Regions from separate parts of the Mus musculus genome. Here regions 1, 2, 3, 4 and 6 are each linked to region 5. Evidence: chromatin contacts called from public HiChIP or PLAC-seq and promoter capture Hi-C data. All regions are on one chromosome and are shown on one strand. Each heading gives the region's core, a stretch centred on a gene start, on an enhancer-like site or on the middle of the called end of the contact. The rest is flanking DNA. Distances are from core to core; before and after follow the strand shown.

Region 1 (3,190 bases), core at 154-2,653, 460 kb after region 5:
GTAGGAGAAGAGCTCTGCAAACGACAGGAAGCTGCTGGCGGTCATGGGGCTCAGGGGCTCCAAGTTGTTTTGTTGCATGTCCAAGGCATACTTCCACAGACGGATACAGCGCTCGAAATTCCCGGAGTCCGCATAGACAGCACCCCGGTACCGTATGTAGTATGAAGTGTCAGGATGTGAGGGGCCCAAGATTCTCTCCCGTATCAGCAGCGCCTGCATCCGCATTTCATCAGGATCTGTAATGAGGGCTTCCAACTCTTGGGGTGTAGTCACCTCCCTGGAATAGTCATAGGCCAGAACCAGTTGCTGGGGCTCCGGCTTAGGGAGGTAGCCTCCACCCTGGTGACGGAGTTCCATCGCCCTTCTCCAGTGCTTCAGGGCTCCAAGCAGATCCCTTTTCTTATCCACGTAGGTGGCACCCAGCAGCTCCAAAGCTTCCACAGCTGCTTCCCGGCTGGTAGGGCAGCAGCTCTCATACGGTTCTGCTTCTTCTGGGGTGGAGCAGTGGTTTCCTGCCACCTGGGAGGAGCCTTCCCCGGGAAGCTCTGTCCCTGAGAGCTGCTCGTGGCCCGGCTGTTCCTGGATGAGGTACTCCACGATGTTGGTGTGCCCGGTGACGCTGGCGGCCAGCAGCGGGGTCATGCCATAGCCGTCGCGCTCCATGCGCGCGTGGCAGCCCAGCAGCAGCTGTAGGATCTCCAGGCTGCCAGATTCTGCACAGTCGTGCAGGGCGGTGTTGCCCTTGGCGCTGCGCCGGTTCACCTGTGCGCCGCGCTCCAGCAGGTAGCGCGCGATCTCGCGGTGGCCCTTGTAGCAGGAGATCATAAGGCACGTGTGGCCGTGGCGATTGGCCACCTCCAGGTCCGCCTTGTGCTCGCCCACCAGGTAGCGTACCACGTCCAGGTGGCCGTCGAAGCAGGCGGCGCGCAGCGGCGTGGAGTTGGTGCGCGTGGTGCGGTTGACCGAGGCGCCTCGGCGCAGAAGGCTACGCACCACGGCCAGGTGACCCGCGGCCGACGCTGCCCAGAGCGGCGGCGCGCCCTCGATGGTCTCGCCATCGAAGTGCACGGAGCCGCTCGCCTCCACGCTGGCGCCGCAGTGGTCCACCAGATACTCCACCACGTCTAGGTGTCCACGGCGCGCTGCGATTAGCAGTGGCGTGCCACCGCCGGCCACCTCACCCAGCAGCTCCTCCAGCTCCTCACGCCCACGGCCGGCCAGCAGCTTCTGCAGCAGCGGCAGCTTGCCGTCGTGCGCCGCATTGTACACCGCTGTGTGCAGATCCATGCTGGAAGCCTCGCTGCTGGATCTAGCCGGGCCGCCGGTCGCCAGAGACAACCTTCACCTTCTCCCGGGCTGTCATCTTAGCGGGTCTCCGGGAGGAATAAAATGGCCGCCGCGAAGGGGCGAGGACAGAGTGTGCACAGGCATGCTGGGAAATGGAGTCCTATGAGCGATCGCCCGCCGAATGATACTGGAATCAGAAAAGCGAAAAAACTACATTTCCCGAAAGGGATAGGGGGGAACCGGTGACAGGACGGCAATTTCCGCCAAGCAAGGCCAATGGTTAGTGCGATCCTTGGGAAATGTGGTGACATACTTCCTGGTATTGACTCTAAGGCGGAGATTGCCGGCAGCATGTTCTCACTCAGTTCCCAAAAGGACGTCTCTCAAAAGGGTCTCAGTTTTCAATTCCTACCATGCAAGTCTATAAAGTTGTATGTGACCCTGAGTATTTGATGACATACTTCCGGTTACTGTCACTGACACAGACTCTAGACAGGGCAAGAAGTCCGAGCTTTAGCTCGAAGAATACTGGGCGAGGTACCATTGAAAGACTACAGTTCCCATCATGGAAATACACCATGTTTTGAGGGGCTCTGAGCAGCTTGGCCAGGTGATAATGTGCATTCTGTCATTCATGTCAGAATCCACAGGAAAACATGAAGTGGGGGAAAAAGGAATTCGCTTCCCACAGCGCCGTGGGGCACCCGCGAGACGAAATGTAAATAAAAAGCCTCCCTTCGTATCGGGCAAGGCTCGGCGGCCCTTGCGGACGACCCAGGGTAGCGTGGTGCTGTACTTCCGGTTTTCGAGGTCGCGCAGGCAGGAAATGAATGGGCCTCCGCCTCCTTTGCGGACTACATTTCCCAGCGGGCAACAAAGGCAACTCCCAGCCAATCCGGAGCGAGGTGGAAGGCGAAGGGCTTCTACGAAAGGCTTGCTGACCAGCAGGGGGCGCGCGCCGAGTGTAAGATCTTGAGCTGGCAGCGCACCCCAACTCGCCTTTAGCTATTTGCAGAAATGTTAGGCAGTCTCGATTTTCACGTTAGCTTTTCTTTTTCTTTCTTTCTTCTTTTTTTAAGGAGCCACATGCGGGGCTAGAGAGATGGCTCAGTGGTCAAGAGCACTGACTACTTATCCAAAGGACTCTGGTTCAATTCCCAGCACCCACATGGTAGCTCCCAACTGGTCTGTAATTCCAGTTCAAGGGATCTTACACTAATGCACATAAAATAAAATTAAATAAATAAAAAATTTAAAGGCCACATGCTTTCCCTCCATCCGCCAAGGCCAGCAGAGGGCGTCGGGATCTTTGCCGCTGGAGTTACTGGTGGTGTGCGCATCCCTATGGTTGAGAGTCACAGCTGAACCACTGCTCCAGTTCCTCAAGGTCTTTTTAAAGATCAGTTTGAGGTAGGATTTCATGTAGCTCCGGTTGATGTCAATTCCCGGGACCCTCGTGATGGAAGATGAAAACTGATTCCCAAGGGCTGTCCTCTGACATCCATACATGTTCTGTAGCACATGGACACACACAGAGAATAAGAAAAATAAATGTAGTTTAAATTTGTATTATTGTGTGTGCACACACACACCGCAGCACAGGCACAGAGATCTGAGGACAACCCTTGGGAGTCATCCTCTTCCACCGTGTGTGCGTCCTGGGGCTCAAACTCAGGTCATCAGATTTGGCAGCAAGCACCTTTGCTTGCCTAACCACCTCACTAGTTGTTTTTCTTTGTTTTCAATATGATTTGTCTTTCTGTACTCCCTCAGGCCTGCAGTGAGTCAGCTCCAAGGAGACTGGGGGGGGGGGGGGCTGTGCTGGTGGCCACTCCAGCTCCTGTCTGCACCTTGTGTCTATCCATACCTCAGCCTGTCTCTGCTCTGCATAGCTCCTCTTCAG
Region 2 (2,868 bases), core at 334-2,833, 340 kb after region 5:
TTAGCCCAGAGCTTCATGGCTCTGTATCATGTCCAGTCACAAAAGGAGACAACTGCCCCAGGCAGCAGAGTGAGGGCAGCAAGCAAGAAGCAAGGGGCTGAGGGAGACCAGGAATGGCCCAGTAGACAAAGCAGGCAACGATCTGAATTCCCACCTTCTGAACCCACATAAAGGTGGGTGTGCTAGTCGTGAATGGAAGTGAGATGGGAGGCTGATGGGGCACCCCAGAAGCCATAGGCAGGAGACCATGCCTCACATAGGAAGATGACATGTGGGTTACATGTGCACACAGGTGCACATGAATACACATGAGTAGTAGCAACACTAATAAAAAGGTAAATGGTGACCCAGGCCTGGGCATGGCCATCCTGTGGGCCCATCATTAGGAAGGCCAAGGCAGGATCAGGCAAGTTCATGCTTGATGTCTCAAAAACTGAAATGGAACTAGTAAATAACTTGGCTCAACAACAAAGGCCAGCTCCCCTGAGCAGCCCTACCAGGGAGAGACTGTCCCCCCCTGAGATCACTAAGAAAAGAAAAACCAAAGATGGGGCTCCTTAAAGACAGAACCACCAAATGCCCACCTTTTTGAGTACCACCAGCAGGTGGGGTGCACTCAGGTGCAAGACTGTTCCTACCCATCCATCCACTGAACCTGAGGTGACTGTTGCACCTACCTGTGTGGCCACTTTGCCATAGTCGATCCAGCGCAGTGTGGCGAAGTTAGTGGACTCAGCGCAGTTAAAGCCATGGTTGAAGCCCGCATGGTAACCATAGGGGAACGTGATCATGAACTCCCCAGCTTCCTGTGTAATCTATGGAAGAGAGTGATGAACTAAGCGGGTGATGGATGTGGACCTAAGGATGCCCATAGCAGCTGAAGCCCTTTCATGACCTGGTGGGTTTAGTAGGGCCACAGGGTAGCTCAGAAGCCTGTGAGATCCTGCCAGGTTCAAAATGAATGTGGGTGAGGGCTGGTGAGACTGATCAACACTAAAAGCATTTGCTGCCAAGCCTGACAACCTGGGTTCAATCCCCAGGTCCCAGGACAGAACTTATACCTGACTTCTGGCAGCTATCCTCTGACCTCAGCATGCATGCTGTAGTACTCACACCCATATAAATACATAAGCAGTTTTTTAAAAAGGAAGAGCTAGACATGCTGTTACATGTCTTTAATCCCAGCACTCGGAGGCCTCTCTGAGTTAGTTTCAGGCTAGTTTGGTCTACACAGTGAAACCCTGTCTTCAAAAAACAAGTAAGCATGGGCCAAAGATGCTGTGGAGGAGCAGTCATGTTAGCCCTTGGTAGCTAAGGCAGGAGAATCATGAATTGAGACTAGCCTGGACTACATGAGAAGACTTGGTTCCAGCACTAAGCACCAGAGGACACAGGGCAGAAAGCATGCCTACACTCTGCACCATGCCATCTCACCCAGCTAAAGGGGACAGTCATCCACCCAGTGTGGCCCTGGGCCACTGGCTGCTAAAGCCAACCCTCAGAGTCCAGGCCAGAATACATGCAAGCAGTGTCCTCTTGTGCAGAGTTGCCCTGATGACACTACTGTCATATGAGGAAGTACAGACACAGCCCTTTGTGCTGGGGACAGCACTGACACCTCCAAGAACACTCTGGAACAGCTCCAGACACATGCTCCCAAGGGGAGGGATGGAGTCCCATCTGTAATGACAACTGAGATCTCATGAGGAACAGGGTGTCCTCCGAGGCTGCTGGATCCTACTGTCTACTGAGAAGTCTGGAAGGCTTAAAGACAAGTGTCTGTGGTTCTGAGCTTGGCCCACACCAACCAAGGAGGAAGGTTCCAGAACCCCAAGGAGGCCCTGGCCCTCAGCCTGGCTCATTCTGTGACCCTGGTCACCCTGGCTTCTTAAAACATGGGCTCTGGTGCTGGCTTCTCAAGCACATAGGAGATTCACTGGCCCAAGGCTTCTGAGCCTTTACAGATGGATGGCATTCCTATGTGCCTGTCATAGTGAGTCACTATGACATAAACGGTATTGAGAGGGTCTTCTCTCTCTTAGCACTCTAAGTCACAATGATCTCCACCCTTCCTCTCAACACCTTATTCTGGGTGGCTGGGCTGTGTGTTCCCCACAGGCCACCTGGCCCATGTCATTGGATTTCTCTTAGTGACACTGGAGAGGAAGAATGGATGCCAAGGTGTGCGGGGTACATCAGCCATTCGTCAAAAATCCACTAAAACCAACATGGCCTGCAGCACAGCATGCCCCGGAGAATGTGCCAGTATTTTTCTTTTCACATAATTAATTGCACCAATCATGGAAAGTCAGTGACAGCAGCATTATGTTTTAAATTCCTACCCAAGTGACAGTTGCTTATGAAGGCTGGTGGGATGCAGGGTGGTGAAGTGTGACACAAGTGTGTCCCCGGGTCCTGGCAGTCATAGCACTGCAAAGGAAAGGAAGGCCTGGAGCTTTAACACTGTCTCTGTGGACAGTGGCGGTGATAGCAGCTCAGTGCTGTCCTCTCCATGCCACCCAGCATTCATGGTGCAGCACATGCCAGGAGCCAGCACACTTGGCCTTCTGGGGTGCAGCACACCACACACACTGGGGCCAGCAGTGATGATGTAGGCATGGCCACACAACAGACAAGACAAAGTCTTGCTCAGGGTGGCAAAAGAACCGTGCTCCTGTCACAGCCACTGTGCCCCAGTCTCTGCTAAGCCGCTGTAGCTGCTTTCCCCTCACTGCCGTCAACAGAGCCCAGGGATAAATTAGGAAGCGTCAGATGACGGATGGCTGTGCGGCAGAGCCACAGTGGCCAGGGCCAGGGCCAGCCAGGGAGAAAGCTGGAGACGCTTCAAGAGGGACAGATGAGGAAGTC
Region 3 (3,227 bases), core at 360-2,859, 440 kb after region 5:
CTGACCAATCATATCTTGACACAAAGGGTTAAACAAGGACTTAACACTGGTGACTAGGTCTTATCTGGGTCACCTGGTTTCAGGGTCCTTGAGTCAGCTTTTACAGCCTAGTCCCCTCCTGGACTCTGACCTGGAATCTAGTGTGGTGAAGGACCAAAGGAGTGGGTGAGCCGCAGTAGTCAGTTAAATCAAGGCAGGGACACACTAACGACTTGTGTGCTTTAGTTTGGATAACTGGAGAACAGCATCTTCCTTCCTTACAGCCTTCACTGGCTAACAGACAAACATGAAAGATCTAAGAAGCAGGATAGGAGTTGTATTCTGGGGCCTGGGAACATGAACTCAGTCTTGACCCTGCCAGCAAGATAGAACTTGTTTCTGAGATGGCTGGACTCAGGAAACTGTCTCCTAAAGATGTGACCAAGAGCAAACACTTGATGTCAACCTCCAACTTACACAAATACGTGTGCATATGTAAGCATGAAAATGTGGAGAAGTCCGTCTGCTACCTGCTTTGGGGAGATGAGTGTCCAGAGTCTGGGAGAGATTGAGTTCAGTGGCATGAGGCAGATACTCCTGCCTAGACTCCCCAGCAAGAGGGTGGGGTGGTTCTCCTTTGTGCACCTCATCTTCCAGTCATAGTCCTCTGGGAACTGCTGCTTTTCTGTTTTCACAATTTAGTTTTATCAGTTTTAAAACATGCCATAGGGCTGGAGAGATGGCTCAGTGGCTAAGAGCACTGGCTACTCTTCCAGAGGTCCCCGAGTTCAACCCCTAGCAACCACATCCATCAGATGTGGCTCACAACCGACTGTAATGAGATCTGATGCCCTCTTCTGGTGTATCTGAAGAGAGCCAGAGTGTACTCATACGTAAAATAAATAAATAAAGCTTTAAAGTATGCCTGTAATCTCACCATCTAGCTGAGCTAGGAGGATAGCCCCAAGTCCCAGTATGCATACACAGACCGTTTCTCAAAAGTAAATACCCAGAAATCTCCGACAAATCTTTGTGTTGTGTCTCTGTGACGGCTCAGCAAGTAATGGTACTTGCGGTTCTTTGACCTACATTCATACATGCCTGCATGCACATACATACACACAACACCAAGTAAAATCAAGTAAAGAATTAAAAATATTTACAACCTAACAGTTGTATAAAACCTTGTGGCCTCCAGCACTTCTGTTTACTTATCTTGTATGAACTTATTTTTGAGATGGAGGTCTCACTCTGTGGGTCAGGCTTCCTTGGAACTCTGGGCAATCTCTCTGCTTTAGTTTTCTGTGTGATGCTGGACTGACAAGTGTGAGTCATCAGGTTCCCAGTGCACTTAGCCACATGGTGCTTTGCGAATCCCCAGAGTATGTCACTAGCTGAGCTCTTTGGCTAACAGCTTAAAGTTCTCTGTGGGCGGAGGGTTCCTTCTTCCTTTCCCCAGCTCTGGCCTCACAAAGTACAAGTCCTGCCTAGTTCCACGTGGCGCCAGGACACTGGGCGGGAGGGCAGGGCTTGGCTCAGCTAGATAAGATTACACGCTGACTTCATCCCCCCCCTACCCCCCCCCCCAGACCCGGAAGGGAGGAAGGGGCGGAACCGAACGCTCCCTCCTCCCTTCTCTCTCCTCCTCCTCCAGCAGCCACCAGGGACCGGGAGATCTACCAGCTCAAGACCCCTACAGCCAGGTAGGATGAAGGCAGAGGGAACAGGACGGCGGGCCGGCGGGCATAGGGTCGGGAATAGATGCTGGGCCGGCCACCTGCAGGCTGCCAGGTTCCTCAAGTTCTTTCCCATGGATACTCAGATCCGCAATCCAACTCCTAACTCCCAAACCAGCCCTGTGACCCTGGGTGCTCGCTCAGTTCCTAGTTACCCCCCCCCCCCCCCAACCTCCATGGCTAGATCTTCTAAGTCCCAGGTCTTCTCCAGCCCCAACAGCGAATCCTCAACCCTCTCCACCCTCAATCCCTCCCGTTGTCGCTATTTCCTGATCAGATCTGCTTTCTCTACCTCAATGTTCCCTGTCAAAATTCCTGCCCCAGACTAACACAGACACCATCTACTACTACCTGTGGGGACTGGCTTGCTGCACCTTCTACAGTCAACTATTTCCGGCCCCTGGATACATGCAAGGTCACCCTGGCAGTACAAAGTCCCTGAGTTCCAGAGCTGACAGTCAGCAGAGCCTGGAGGAGGGCCCCCCTGTGCCAGAGACTAAGTTCTGCCAGGGAGAGAAGGCCAGGGAAGAAAGAAAGAGGCCTATTTACCCCATCCACTCACCATCCACCCATCCTGGTTTCTGCTGTTCTGGGGATATCACACAGTCTCTTAGGCATGCTGGATGCTTTTTTTTTTTTTTTTTTTTTTGAGACAGGGTTTCTCTGTGTAGCCCTGGCTGTCCTGGAACTCACTCTGTAGACCAGGCTGGCCTTGAACTCGAAATCCACCTGCCTCTGCCTCCCAAGTGCTAGGATTAAAGGCCTGAGCCACCATTGCCAGACTGGCATGCTGGATGAGTGCTTTACCCACTGAGCACATCTCCTCCCTCTTCCTAACTCTCCCCTCCCCCTCCCCTTCTCCTTCCCTCCTTCTTTCTCTCTCTCTCCTTACTCTCCCCTTTCCTCTTCCCTCTCTCTTAAAAATAACTACCTTTATTTTTGTGTCATTTGTGTTATTTGTATCTTTTTTTTTTTTTTTTTTTTTTTTTGGTTTTTGAGGCAGGGTTTCTCTGTGTAGCCCTGGCTGTCCTGGAACTCACTTTGTAGACCAGGCTAGCCTTGAACTCAGAAATCTACCTGCCTCTGCCTCCTGAGTACTGGGATTAAAGGCGTGCGCCACCACGCCCAGCTGTGTTATTTGTATCTTAAGACAGGGTGTATCACTATGCTGACCAGGCTGACCTGGAACTTACCTAAGTGGACCCTGATCTCTTGGGTTCAAGAATCCTCCTGTTGTTGGGCAGTGGTTGTACATACCTTTGATCCCAGCACTCAGGAGGCAGAAGAGGGTGGATCTCTGAGTTTGTTTTTTTTAAAGATTTATTTATTATATATAAGTACACTATAGCTGTCTTCAGACATTCCAGAAAAGGGAGTCAAATCTTGTTACAGATGGTTGTGAGTCACCATATGGTTGCTGGGATTTGAACTCACGACCTTCGGAAGAGCAGTTGGTGCTCTTATCCGCTGAGCCATCTCACCAGCCTGGAGTTTGAGGCCAGCCTGGTCTAC
Region 4 (3,267 bases), core at 605-3,104, 290 kb after region 5:
TCTTAACATTAGATGGCTGTTTCATAACTGGCTTTCAGATTCCAGATAGGGTTAACTGTTGAATTTCTCAAGTTGGTTGTGGGCAGCTCTGATAATCCAGTGGGTTCAGGGGGAAGCCAAGCCCTGGGGTAGGATGGGGCCTGGGATGTTAGAGAAACACCCAGGACCCCCCTGTAGCTGGAGTGCAGTGCCTTTGAGAAGCAGAGAGGGAGGAAGGAGAGCGGGGCAGCAGATGAGCAGGGTCTGGTGGACTATAGAGAATTGACCTGACTCCAGAGAAGGTGGGCGCCTTGGAGGAATGATTCTGATCGGGATGCTCTCTGATGGCTATTGCCCTGGGTATAGGAGCAGGGGACCTGGTGGTGGCTGTGTGCCCAGCTTGTGTGTTTCTGACAGGAGTGTGGACACTGCATGTTGCAGCCTGTGCATGAGCTCACCAGCATGTTGCCTGTGGACTGGAGGCATCATCTCTTGTGACTTTCTTAGGGGAGAAGGTGAGCAGGGCTGGCACCATTGCTGACCGTGCCCACCCATCCCACCCACAGGAAATGGTGATAACGAACCTCCAGCCTGAGACTGCTTACTCTATCACAGTAGCCGCGTATACCATGAAAGGCGATGGCGCTCGCAGCAAACCGAAGGTGGTGGTGACCAAGGGAGCAGGTAGATACCTATCCACTGCACAGCCTCTGGCTCCACAAGGCCAAGAGCATTTCCCATGATTCTCAAGCCAGAGTGGTTTTAAGACGCACCAGCCAGGTGGACCCAAAACAGGAAAGACATGGGCCCTTTTCAGAGGTTCCAGAGGCCAGGCACTGCTGGCCCTGATATCCATCTCTGCCCAAGTCACTCCCTCTCACCAGACACTATACTCATTTGGCTGTCTCCTCTCAGCTGCAAAGTGGGAGTCAAGCTTAAAGGTAGCCCAAAATAGGTCCATGTGCCTCACAGGGAATCCAAGTCTTTGCTTAAAGGAAGTCCTTCCTAAAATGTACCTTTAAAAACTAGACCTTAAGGACTGGGAGTGTGGTCAAGGGTGGGTCCCTGCGCAGAAATCCCTCAGTGAGGGGCTGCCTTTGGGGTTTGGAGAAACGTGGCAGGGCAGCTGTTTCTCCCTCCACAGTGCTGGGCCGCCCCACCCTGTCGGTGCAGCAGACCCCCGAGGGCAGCCTGCTGGCGCGCTGGGAGCCCCCCGCGGACGCGGCCGAGGACCCGGTGCTTGGCTACCGCCTGCAGTTTGGGCGCGAAGACGCGGCCCCGGCCACGTTGGAGCTGGCTGCGTGGGAGCGGCGGTTCGCGGCGCCTGCACACAAGGGCGCCACCTATGTGTTCCGGCTGGCAGCGCGGGGCCGCGCGGGGTTGGGCGAGGAGGCCGCGGCAGCGCTGAGCATCCCCGAGGACGCTCCGCGCGGCTTCCCGCAGATCTTGGGCGCCGCGGGCAACGTGTCCGCGGGCTCCGTGCTACTGCGCTGGCTGCCACCCGTGCCCGCCGAGCGCAACGGCGCCATCATCAAGTACACGGTGTCCGTGCGGGAGGCCGGCGCCCCTGGGCCCGCGACCGAGACGGAGCTGGCGGCGGCCGCCCAGCCGGGGGCCGAGACAGCGCTCACGCTGCGAGGGCTGCGGCCGGAGACGGCCTACGAGTTACGCGTGCGCGCACACACGCGTCGCGGCCCGGGCCCCTTCTCACCCCCGCTGCGCTACAGGCTCGCGCGGGACCCAGGTAGGCGCCGCCCCGGGCCCCGGCCCGCCCCTCCCCACAGGTAAGTCTCGGCCTCCAGACTCAGCCCAGGCGCCCGAGGCTCCAGTCGGTCGGTCGGCAGGCACAGGTGGGATGCGGCTTGGAGGCCACGCCCATTGCTACGCCCCTCCCGCTTTTCTCCGCAGCCGCGCCGTCTCTGCAGCAGCAGCAGCAGGCACTGGGGACAGGGCAGGCAGGGCCGGGCCAGGCAGGAAGGCCGAGGGCACAGCGGACCACAGGGACAACAGGGGCCGCCCCACGCGCCCCTTAGCCAGCGCCCGGTTCTTACTGGGCCATCTTTCTCTCTCTCCCTGCTTGCCGCCGCCCTCAGTCTCCCCAAAGAACTTCAAGGTGAAGATGATCATGAAGACTTCAGTGCTGCTGAGCTGGGAGTTCCCCGACAACTATAACTCACCCACACCCTACAAGGTACTACAACAGTGGAGGAAGGGGCGGGGCGGGAGGTAAAATCTGGGAGCCTGAGGGAGATTGGGCACAGTCAAGGCCACCCCAGATCAGGATTCGATGATACTTAGATTTCACAGTTTAGTCTGAGATTGAGGCGCAGTCTACGATTAATCACAGCTGGATCAGGGTCTGTCAGGGTTGCTACTGAACCTGGGATCAAGGCTCAGTCAAGTTGAAGCCTAGTCAGGACTGGCACTCAGAGCTGGGGTTCTGGCCAAAGCCAGGATTTAGTATGTTGTTCAGTCTTGGTCAGAAGCTAGAGTTAAGGGACCTCCTCGAACAGTCAGTTGTTCCTGAGCCTAACTCCAGGGCTTTGCCATGTTTGAAGGTCAATCAGGGATCAAGGCTTAGTTGGACCTGAAGGTTATTTTTGGACTGGAGCTCAGTCAGCTCTGTACTGAATTAGAACTCAGGAGCTAAGTTTGGGTTTAGGTTCAGTCAGATGGTTCATCCAGAAGTGAGGCTCAGTCAGGATTGGTCCAGGACAGGCAGCCTGAGGTTGCAGCTCTGCTGGGGTTGCTAGGCCCCGGCCCATTTCTTGCTGAGCCAGCTCTGCCTACAGATTCAGTACAATGGGCTCACCCTGGATGTGGACGGCCGCACGACCAAGAAGCTGATCACACACCTCAAGCCACACACCTTCTATAATTTCGTGCTCACCAACCGTGGCAGCAGCCTGGGGGGCCTGCAGCAGACGGTCACTGCCAGGACCGCCTTTAACATGCTCAGTGGCAAGCCTAGCGTCGCCCCGAAGCCCGACAATGACGGTTTCATCGTGGTCTACCTGCCTGATGGCCAGAGTCCTGTGACCGTGCAGTATGCTAACCCCCCTCCCCCCATACCTGTCCCTGTAGCTGTCAACCCACTATGTGACTGCATCGAGCCACACATCCCTTCTGTGACCCCATTTGCACACTTACTGAGATAAGGGTCACGTGAACCTGCCTCATGCGACTGTCCCCATAAAGCCTGACCCTTCACTGGGCGACCTTTAGCCCCCGAAAAGATTCTGGTCTGTGCTTCAGGCTAGCGGGGAGGCCTAGCTAGGAGTCTGCAGT
Region 5 (3,287 bases), core at 146-2,645:
TCCTCCTCTGGATCAACACCCATGTTCTCTCCATGGCCTCCCTCACAGAGATCTGCCTGCCTTGCCCCCCAAGTTCTGGGCTCAAAGGCATGCACCACCACGACTAGGCTTGTTCTGTCTGTTTTAAAATCCCCCAATCACCTGACCCTACAACACCTGCTTTGTGGGAGCAAAGCCTTGGGTAAACTCATGAATGTGAGGCCTGTGGACACACCAGAAATATATGACTGAATGAGGCCTTGAGGGATAGCATAAGTGAGTGAATGAACTAGGCATGAGGGGGCACCTTAAGAGTCTCAAATGCCAAAGGTAACCCCATGACAGCCTTAAAAGGACATCTGACCTTCCAAACAAGTGTGCCCTATTTGGAATCTTCCAGAATCAGGTCCTCATGATGATGCATACTTTTAATCTGGGAATTCAGGAGGCAGAGGCGGGACACTTTCTTTGAATCCCAAGCCAGCCTGGGTTACATAGGGAGATCATGTCCAAAATAATAGTAAATCATGCTGGAGAGATGGCTCTCTCTCAGTCCTGGAGAAATAGAACAGCCCTTCCACATTACCTGGGTTCAACTCTCAGGCCCCACACGGGCACCTCACAACTGTCTGCAGCTCCAATTCCAGAGAATCGGACACACAAGACATACAGGTAACACACCAATGAGCGTAAGACAAAACTAAATCACTTTAAATCATTTAAAAATAAGAGCAAATTAATAGGTTCCGTGGTGGCGGAAAATAGAAACAAAACAAAACAAAACAAAAATAACAAAAACATCTTCCAGAGGCTAGATTGGGGTGTAGCCCTGTCATCCCAGCACTCGGGCAGCTGAGGCAGGAGGATCATGCAGGCCAGACTGGAGACAGGAGAATCAAGACCTCAAGGCCATCCTCCGCTACACAGAGGGTTTGCAGTCTTGCCAAGGCAACCCTAGAACTTGTCTTCAAAAACTCCGATGACCCGATCACCCCTTAACCCTAAAAACTCCTGACGACGCTGAAATGACCTTCACATTTTCTCCAGCTTTTGCTCCCTGATATTGACCTACGACCTCTGAAGCCCCTAGGCACTGACGAGTCTACGCCCCTCAAAAGTCTCAACCTCTTCCGCCTTTACAGCCATTGCGCCCCGGCGCCCCAGGGACCTCCGCGCGCCCTCTGACCTTTGCTTCCAGACCTCCGCCCTCCGCCCGCCCACCGGCCCGCGCTCACCGCAAATGCCGCCTAAGGCCGTGGTGATGTAGGTCTTGCGATGACACTGGGTGCCGTCGGGGACCTCATGGTAAGATTCAAAGAACCGCTTCACCATCGCCATACCTAGCTGGGCTTGCTCGGCCGACCCTAAAGCGTCTGGGCGAACTCAAGGGTAGCCGGCTAGGTCAACTCTCGCGAGGTTTCCAGCGCGCAACTTTATTGAACGCCTTGGACGCAGACAAGGCGTGCGCGCATGCGCGCAGTGCAGGTTTGTACCGAGGTCTTATTAATCCCGTAGCAAGATCTGTGTCGTGCTCGGTCCACAAGTGAATCTGGACAGAGACGCCCGTGACGTCAGGAAAGGTAAACTGAGGCCATGAAGAAAAACGCCTCCAGCCCTAGCGAAGACGAGGTTTCTAGTACGGAGAATGTTGATAGTGCATCCAAGGATGGGATTGACAGGTCGCAGGACAGCCATTACACTGTCAGGCAGGTCAGCGATCGAAACTAACAGAAGGTAGGACAATCGCAGGGCAGATATTACAGCGCGAGGCTAGTGATACCCTAGTTAGCCGGAGCTGCACGGACGCGGCGGGACACAGCGCAAAAGCGGTTGGCTCGTCAGGGATCCGGACTGTGTAGGGGTGTGGTTTCATGCCCATCTCAATCAGGACCGCGTGTAACTATTTGGGGGCGTGGCCAGGCTGGGGGCAAGGGGACCAATCGTGAGGATTTAGCGTGAGGATTATAATTGACGGAGACCAGGCCCACTCTGCTTTGGTTTTAAGTCCTCGCTGCACTCGCAGGCACAGCCACACTCAGGAGCTGGTCCTGAAAGGGACGTGAACATTGGCTACGGGGCGTGGCCGCACTTAGTCCTGCCCCTGGTAGAAACGTGGCCAATAGTGAGAGCCCAAGAGGAAGCACACGCCTTCCTCCGGGGGGCGTGTCTTTCTTGACGTCACTTCGAAGTTGGGCGGGGCCTCTTGAGAAGGTTTAAATTAATGCAGCGGCAGCCTGGCAGCTGCATGTGAGGGAGGGGGTGGGGGGTGGGGGTCGGGCTCAGGGGCGGGGCTTCTTGCGTTGTGGGCGTGACCCGACAGGGCGGGGTGGGGCCTGCACGGCAGCCGGGGGCCATGTCTGCGCCGCCACCTCTGCAGATCCGGGAGGCGAACGCGCACCTGGCCGCCGTGCACCGACGCGCAGCGGAGCTGGAGAGGCGGCTGCTGGCGGCTGAGCGCACGATTGGTGCGCAGGCCGAGCGCCTGGCCTGCCACGACCAGCACCTGCGCGCCGCCCTGGATGAGCTGGGTCGCGCCAAGGACCGGTGAGGCCCTGGAGGAGGCCCGGCGGACATCCCAAAGGAGGCGGGTGGAAAGGGCTGGGAACCGAGAGCAAAAATTTCCGGAGCACTAAATGCCCGGCATCACAGCACTAGGAGGGCTGAGACTGGAGGATCAGGAGTTCGGGCCATCCTCGACTACATGGGGACTTTAGAGTATAGCCTGGGTTACTTGAGAGCATTTCAAACTGTTAAAATGAAGCCAGCTGTCCCACCCACAAGGCCGAGTCTGCCGGTAGGTGCAAGAGTATTGTGTCTGATGATCGAAGGAAGCTGCTGGGTAGGGGCCCACATCGGTAGACAAAGGCACAGAACACCCCTATATAGAATAGTCAGATCTGTGACAACCATTTGTGACCATGCGGAAGTCCTACCGAAGGACACACAAAACTGGCACTGTTTTGTTTTTTGAGAGAAGGCTGGCCTTAAAGGCACTATGTAGCTTTCAACCCCTGATCCTTCTGCCTCCATCTCTCGAGTGCTGGGATGACAGAGCGCCAGGCCTGCTGTGGGGCTGAGGGTGCTTTACCAATGACATCAATGGCTCTGTGTATAAAGACACTCGCCACTAAGAATGACAAAGAATTTGATCCCATGGGGCAGGAGGAGCGAACCAACTCTTGAAAATTGTACCTTGACTTCCACATGTTTGCTGTCACATGTGTGCGCCTATGCACATAAACAAGCACACAAAGAAGTAGTGCAGGAGGAGACATAGGGAGTCTCAGAGGATTCTGGAGCAGGTAGAT
Region 6 (3,062 bases), core at 259-2,758, 270 kb after region 5:
AAAGAATGGAAACCCCTTTAATTCCCAGTCTGCGCTGCACCTCACTGCTCCAGGGGATAACTGAGAGCCAAGCTCCCCTAGGCAGGTCACCCACCCACAGCCTCCTCTGTACCTTCCCAGTTATTAAACCCAGAGCCTGATCAGGAAAGTTCTCTAGATGCACCAGGAAGGGATACTGTTGCCTCTGCTCTCAGTTGGTATAGAAGTTGCCAGCCTGAGCCACAGGCAGACTCCCAGGTCCCTCCGCAAAGCAGGTGCTGGGGACAGGGAATGCTCACGGACCACCTAACCTTGGAGATCACTCCTGTCCAGGCCTGGGGCACACACTCAACCTTGGCAGGTACTGATTTCCAGGTGTGTGAACTTGGGCTTCTCATTTGACCTCTTACGAGCTCTCAGTCCTCAAGTGAACTGTGAAGTTGACAGCATCACACACCCGGGACAAAGATGATCCTGGGCACCCACATGAATTGAAAAGGGAGGAAGAAAGGGGCCTCTAGCCTTAGGTGGCCGGGTGTCTCCAGTGTCCTCTGTTTAAATGTGGCAGTCTAAGGGACAGTGGTGAGACTTGCTAAGCATACTCTTAGCCCTGAGTTCAGATCCAGAACCACATAAAAATAAAATGGCCTGTGGGGGCTGCAGCCGGTGGGAGCTGGCTCAGAGAGCACCACAGTGCAGAAGTGAATCTGCGAGCCCGCCTGGATCATTTGTTCTTTATTGGTGTTTTTCTGAGGCCTATCCTCTGGAGACAGGTGGCTCCTCTGGGGCCAGTGATGTCATTTTCCCCCTTGTGGTTTTTGCTGAGGAAGTCCTGGGGCCCAAGAGAGGCAGATGAGGGCACCCTGGAGCGCTAAGGCCCCCTTGGCACACAAGAACCCACCAGGCGAGCAGGCCTGTGAGATCTACAGTGACATGGAAACTCCCTCACTGCAAAGTCAGCAGCCCTAGAAACAGACAGACAGACAGACAGCCCCGGCTGCCCCCCCAACTAGCAGGCTCAGCTTTTGAGGAAGCCCCAAGAGCTGCACTACCCTTGACCTTTGGGGACTCAGAGCCTGATAGAAGGTTGTTTTTAAATGTACATTCTGCCCCTGTCTGGGATTTCCTGAGGGAAGCCGGTGCCAGGAGACAGCCAGATGATGTCATTGAAGGCTCTTCACATTTTTCCTCGTCAGTAGTTTAAAGCTACAAGCCTTTTAAGAGGTTTGCAGGTTAACCTGCACCAGCGTTGCGGTGTCGGGGATCTGAGCCTCTAATGCTGGCTTCCTATTACCCTGTACAGCCAGCGAGGCCGAGGAGACCCCCAGTCCCTACATGATTTCTGAGCTCAGCATGCTCTCAGACCCTCAGAGGCTGACCTGCTCCTGTCGCCTGGACAGATAGGTTGGCCTTCAGTGACATTTCTGTACCCAAATCCTGGAATTTGTCACCTGACTTATAGGTCCCCCATTCTCATGTCCCCAGAATGGGAACTGTGAGAGATCTGGAGCCTGGAACTGCTCTCACTTCCCCAGATGCTCTGTGGGATCTGTTGCTCAGCTCCCCTTCCCATTGGCTGTGCCCTTGACAGAACACGAACTCCCCATCACCCTGTCCTGTACTGAAGGAGAGGGTCTCAGGGCGGGGAGACTCCAGTGGGGTCTGGTGGAAGTGGGGAGGGCATCCCACAGGAACACTGAGCACTGACTGACATGTCGCCTGCTGCCTGCCTCACCCTCTGCATCTGTGTCCCTTGTGGGCCGGGTCGGTCAGGACATTAGATTACACCTGGTCCTTGGGAGAAGCCACAGTCTCCCATGGCCACAGTGTCGGATGGGGGTGGGGAAAACAAATTGGCAAGAAGGTAAGGGGAATCAAAGAGGGAGACAGGGCTCCCCCTCACAGACACATGGAATGCTGGGAAATGACTGTGGGCTACAGACCCAACAGCCTGCCAAGACCACTTGCTTAGCTGCCCCGGCCAGGGCTTGGGGCCCTCTGGGCCTTCATATGGCAGCTTCCTGGCCAAGGGAGCCAGGGGTGGAACTGGAGGCAGGCGGGAGGGGAAGGGACGGGGGAATAGGCTTTGAGCTTGGGCCTCTGCCTGCCCCCTGTGACAGGTGTAATCTAAAAACCTTACTCAACTCCCACCCCAGAGGCTGCACAAGTCCTTGGCACATCCCCACCCCAGCTCGCATCTACATACTCATTTTGGAGTTTAGAGAACCAGCCACATTTTTCTCTCACTCCAAAATGCCCAGCAGAGTCCCGCCCCCCATCTGCGGCTTGCTTGATCCTTAGTTGTGCAACACTGTTGGGACCCTTTACCTAGCGCTTCAACCAGGCCACCTCACATTTTGAGTTTTTTCCCCACTCACCCCTCCTGCCCTCCCTACCTACCCCTCACCCTTAAACCCCCACATTGAAGTTTTGGTTTCTGCCTCTTCCTGCTTGGGGGAGGGGCTGTCTCCTAGTTCTGATGCTTTTTCAGTTGGTTTGATTTTTTTGGTTTTTTTTTTTTTTTTGGCCATGTGAATCGGGGTTTGAAGCGACCATCCCCTCCTAACCTGCCACCACCATCCCCCACCCCTGCCACCCAACCCTCCTGACCCCACTCACCCACTTGGGTTCCCCCTGCTGGGACCCTCCCCGGCTACTCGGTGACCAGAAGAGCTGGGGACCAGAGCCAGCTGGAGCGTGCCGAGGACCAAGGCTGGTGTTGCCCCTTATAACCCGCCTGGACCCTCCTTTCAGGTCGGTAATTTGGGGCGGGGGTCCCTCGGGGCCTGTCCATCCTGTGGGCTCTGCGCCCACCTTATTTCCTAATGTGCACCTCAAGCCTGCAGCCAAGGGGTGGAGGAACAAAGCGGGTGGGCGACTGCCCAGAAGTGGGCAGAACACAGCATCAGCCGTCACGCCCACTGGCTGGGAGGAGATGACAGCCACCTCCTGCCTGCAGCACCCTCCCCTGCATACTCTGGCAAACCAGCCCACTTCCCACAGGACACAGAAACCAACAAAGAGCCCTGAAGGCCAGTGGGCAACATTTCTTGGATGCCCCAGACACCTTTGCAGCTGATGGG

What was found. Promoter capture Hi-C pulls out the DNA fragments that hold promoters and counts their contacts. HiChIP or PLAC-seq counts read pairs in DNA pulled down with a chosen protein or histone mark.
Region 1: a CTCF HiChIP or PLAC-seq map of the NIH/3T3 cell line shows a contact between it and region 5, with 9 read pairs. The contact joins the promoter of Fem1a here to the promoter of Ndufa11 in region 5. A contact is called at or near these places in 3 of 39 promoter capture datasets (cranial neural crest, embryonic stem cells and pre-B cells), 1 of 15 datasets of contacts at CTCF or cohesin (the NIH/3T3 cell line), 5 of 484 Hi-C or Micro-C datasets (CD4 T cells, CD8 T cells, embryonic stem cells and 2 more), 8 of 115 datasets of contacts at active chromatin or transcription factors (astrocytes, bone marrow-derived macrophages, embryonic stem cells and 4 more) and 1 of 9 other capture datasets (adipose tissue).
Region 2: a contact with region 5 is called in an H3K4me3 HiChIP or PLAC-seq map of bone marrow-derived macrophages, with 2.6 times the contacts expected there. The contact joins the enhancer-like site here to the promoter of Ndufa11 in region 5. A contact is called at or near these places in 3 of 39 promoter capture datasets (liver and pre-B cells), 9 of 115 datasets of contacts at active chromatin or transcription factors (bone marrow-derived macrophages, embryonic stem cells, large pre-B cells and 3 more) and 1 of 9 other capture datasets (macrophages).
Region 3: a promoter capture Hi-C map of embryonic stem cells shows a contact between it and region 5, with 2.5 times the contacts expected there. The contact joins the promoter of Ticam1 here to the promoter of Ndufa11 in region 5. A contact is called at or near these places in 14 of 39 promoter capture datasets (the 3T3-L1 cell line, 3T3-L1-derived adipocytes, the C10 cell line and 10 more), 1 of 484 Hi-C or Micro-C datasets (B cells), 6 of 115 datasets of contacts at active chromatin or transcription factors (astrocytes, embryonic stem cells, pancreatic cancer cells and 2 more) and 2 of 9 other capture datasets (adipose tissue and liver).
Region 4: an H3K4me3 HiChIP or PLAC-seq map of embryonic stem cells shows a contact between it and region 5, with 7 times the contacts expected there. The contact joins the enhancer-like site here to the promoter of Ndufa11 in region 5. A contact is called at or near these places in 2 of 39 promoter capture datasets (embryonic stem cells and hematopoietic stem and progenitor cells), 1 of 484 Hi-C or Micro-C datasets (embryonic stem cells), 9 of 115 datasets of contacts at active chromatin or transcription factors (bone marrow-derived macrophages, embryonic stem cells, epiblast stem cells and 1 more) and 3 of 9 other capture datasets (adipose tissue, liver and pancreatic islet).
Region 6: a contact with region 5 is called in an H3K4me3 HiChIP or PLAC-seq map of bone marrow-derived macrophages, with 2.2 times the contacts expected there. The contact joins the enhancer-like site here to the promoter of Ndufa11 in region 5. A contact is called at or near these places in 1 of 39 promoter capture datasets (hematopoietic stem and progenitor cells), 1 of 484 Hi-C or Micro-C datasets (embryonic stem cells), 2 of 115 datasets of contacts at active chromatin or transcription factors (bone marrow-derived macrophages and embryonic stem cells) and 2 of 9 other capture datasets (adipose tissue and embryonic stem cells).

What each region holds. Positions count from the first base shown.
Region 1 is chr17:56,255,006-56,258,195 of GRCm38.p6, reverse strand. Fem1a (fem 1 homolog a) reads right to left here and starts at 1,403. Exons shown (of 1, transcript NM_010192.4): 1 at 1-1,403. The coding sequence starts at 1,287.
Region 2 is chr17:56,373,801-56,376,668 of GRCm38.p6, reverse strand. Kdm4b (lysine (K)-specific demethylase 4B) reads right to left here. Exons shown (of 23, transcript NM_172132.3): 8 at 678-815. It overlaps Gm32715 (a long non-coding RNA gene), which reads left to right. Exons shown (of 3, transcript XR_003952227.1): 3 at 1-486. Among named protein-coding and RNA genes, the nearest start is that of Gm32715, 13 kb to the left of the region's middle. Within about 2 kb of position 1,583, at least 14 of the 459 cell types and tissues checked have an H3K27ac peak or open chromatin away from gene starts, as enhancers often do. A contact at or near this core is called in bone marrow-derived macrophages, where this site is marked.
Region 3 is chr17:56,275,149-56,278,375 of GRCm38.p6, reverse strand. It overlaps Ticam1 (toll-like receptor adaptor molecule 1), which reads left to right and starts at 1,609. Exons shown (of 2, transcript NM_174989.5): 1 at 1,609-1,682.
Region 4 is chr17:56,423,783-56,427,049 of GRCm38.p6, reverse strand. It overlaps Ptprs (protein tyrosine phosphatase, receptor type, S), which reads left to right. Exons shown (of 33, transcript NM_011218.2): 13 at 546-663; 14 at 1,124-1,723; 15 at 2,073-2,170; 16 at 2,772-3,025. Among named protein-coding and RNA genes, the nearest start is that of Mir6977, 6.5 kb to the right of the region's middle. Within about 2 kb of position 1,854, at least 220 of the 459 cell types and tissues checked have an H3K27ac peak or open chromatin away from gene starts, as enhancers often do. A contact at or near this core is called in bone marrow-derived macrophages, embryonic stem cells and pancreatic islet, where this site is marked.
Region 5 is chr17:56,715,870-56,719,156 of GRCm38.p6, reverse strand. It overlaps Ndufa11 (NADH:ubiquinone oxidoreductase subunit A11), which reads right to left and starts at 1,395. Exons shown (of 4, transcript NM_027244.1): 1 at 1,215-1,395. The coding sequence starts at 1,317. It overlaps Vmac (vimentin-type intermediate filament associated coiled-coil protein), which reads left to right and starts at 2,236. Exons shown (of 2, transcript NM_178926.3): 1 at 2,236-2,523. The coding sequence starts at 2,333.
Region 6 is chr17:56,441,382-56,444,443 of GRCm38.p6, reverse strand. All of the region lies in intron 6 of Ptprs (protein tyrosine phosphatase, receptor type, S), which reads left to right. Among named protein-coding and RNA genes, the nearest start is that of Mir6977, 24 kb to the right of the region's middle. Within about 2 kb of position 1,508, at least 15 of the 459 cell types and tissues checked have an H3K27ac peak or open chromatin away from gene starts, as enhancers often do. A contact at or near this core is called in bone marrow-derived macrophages, where this site is marked.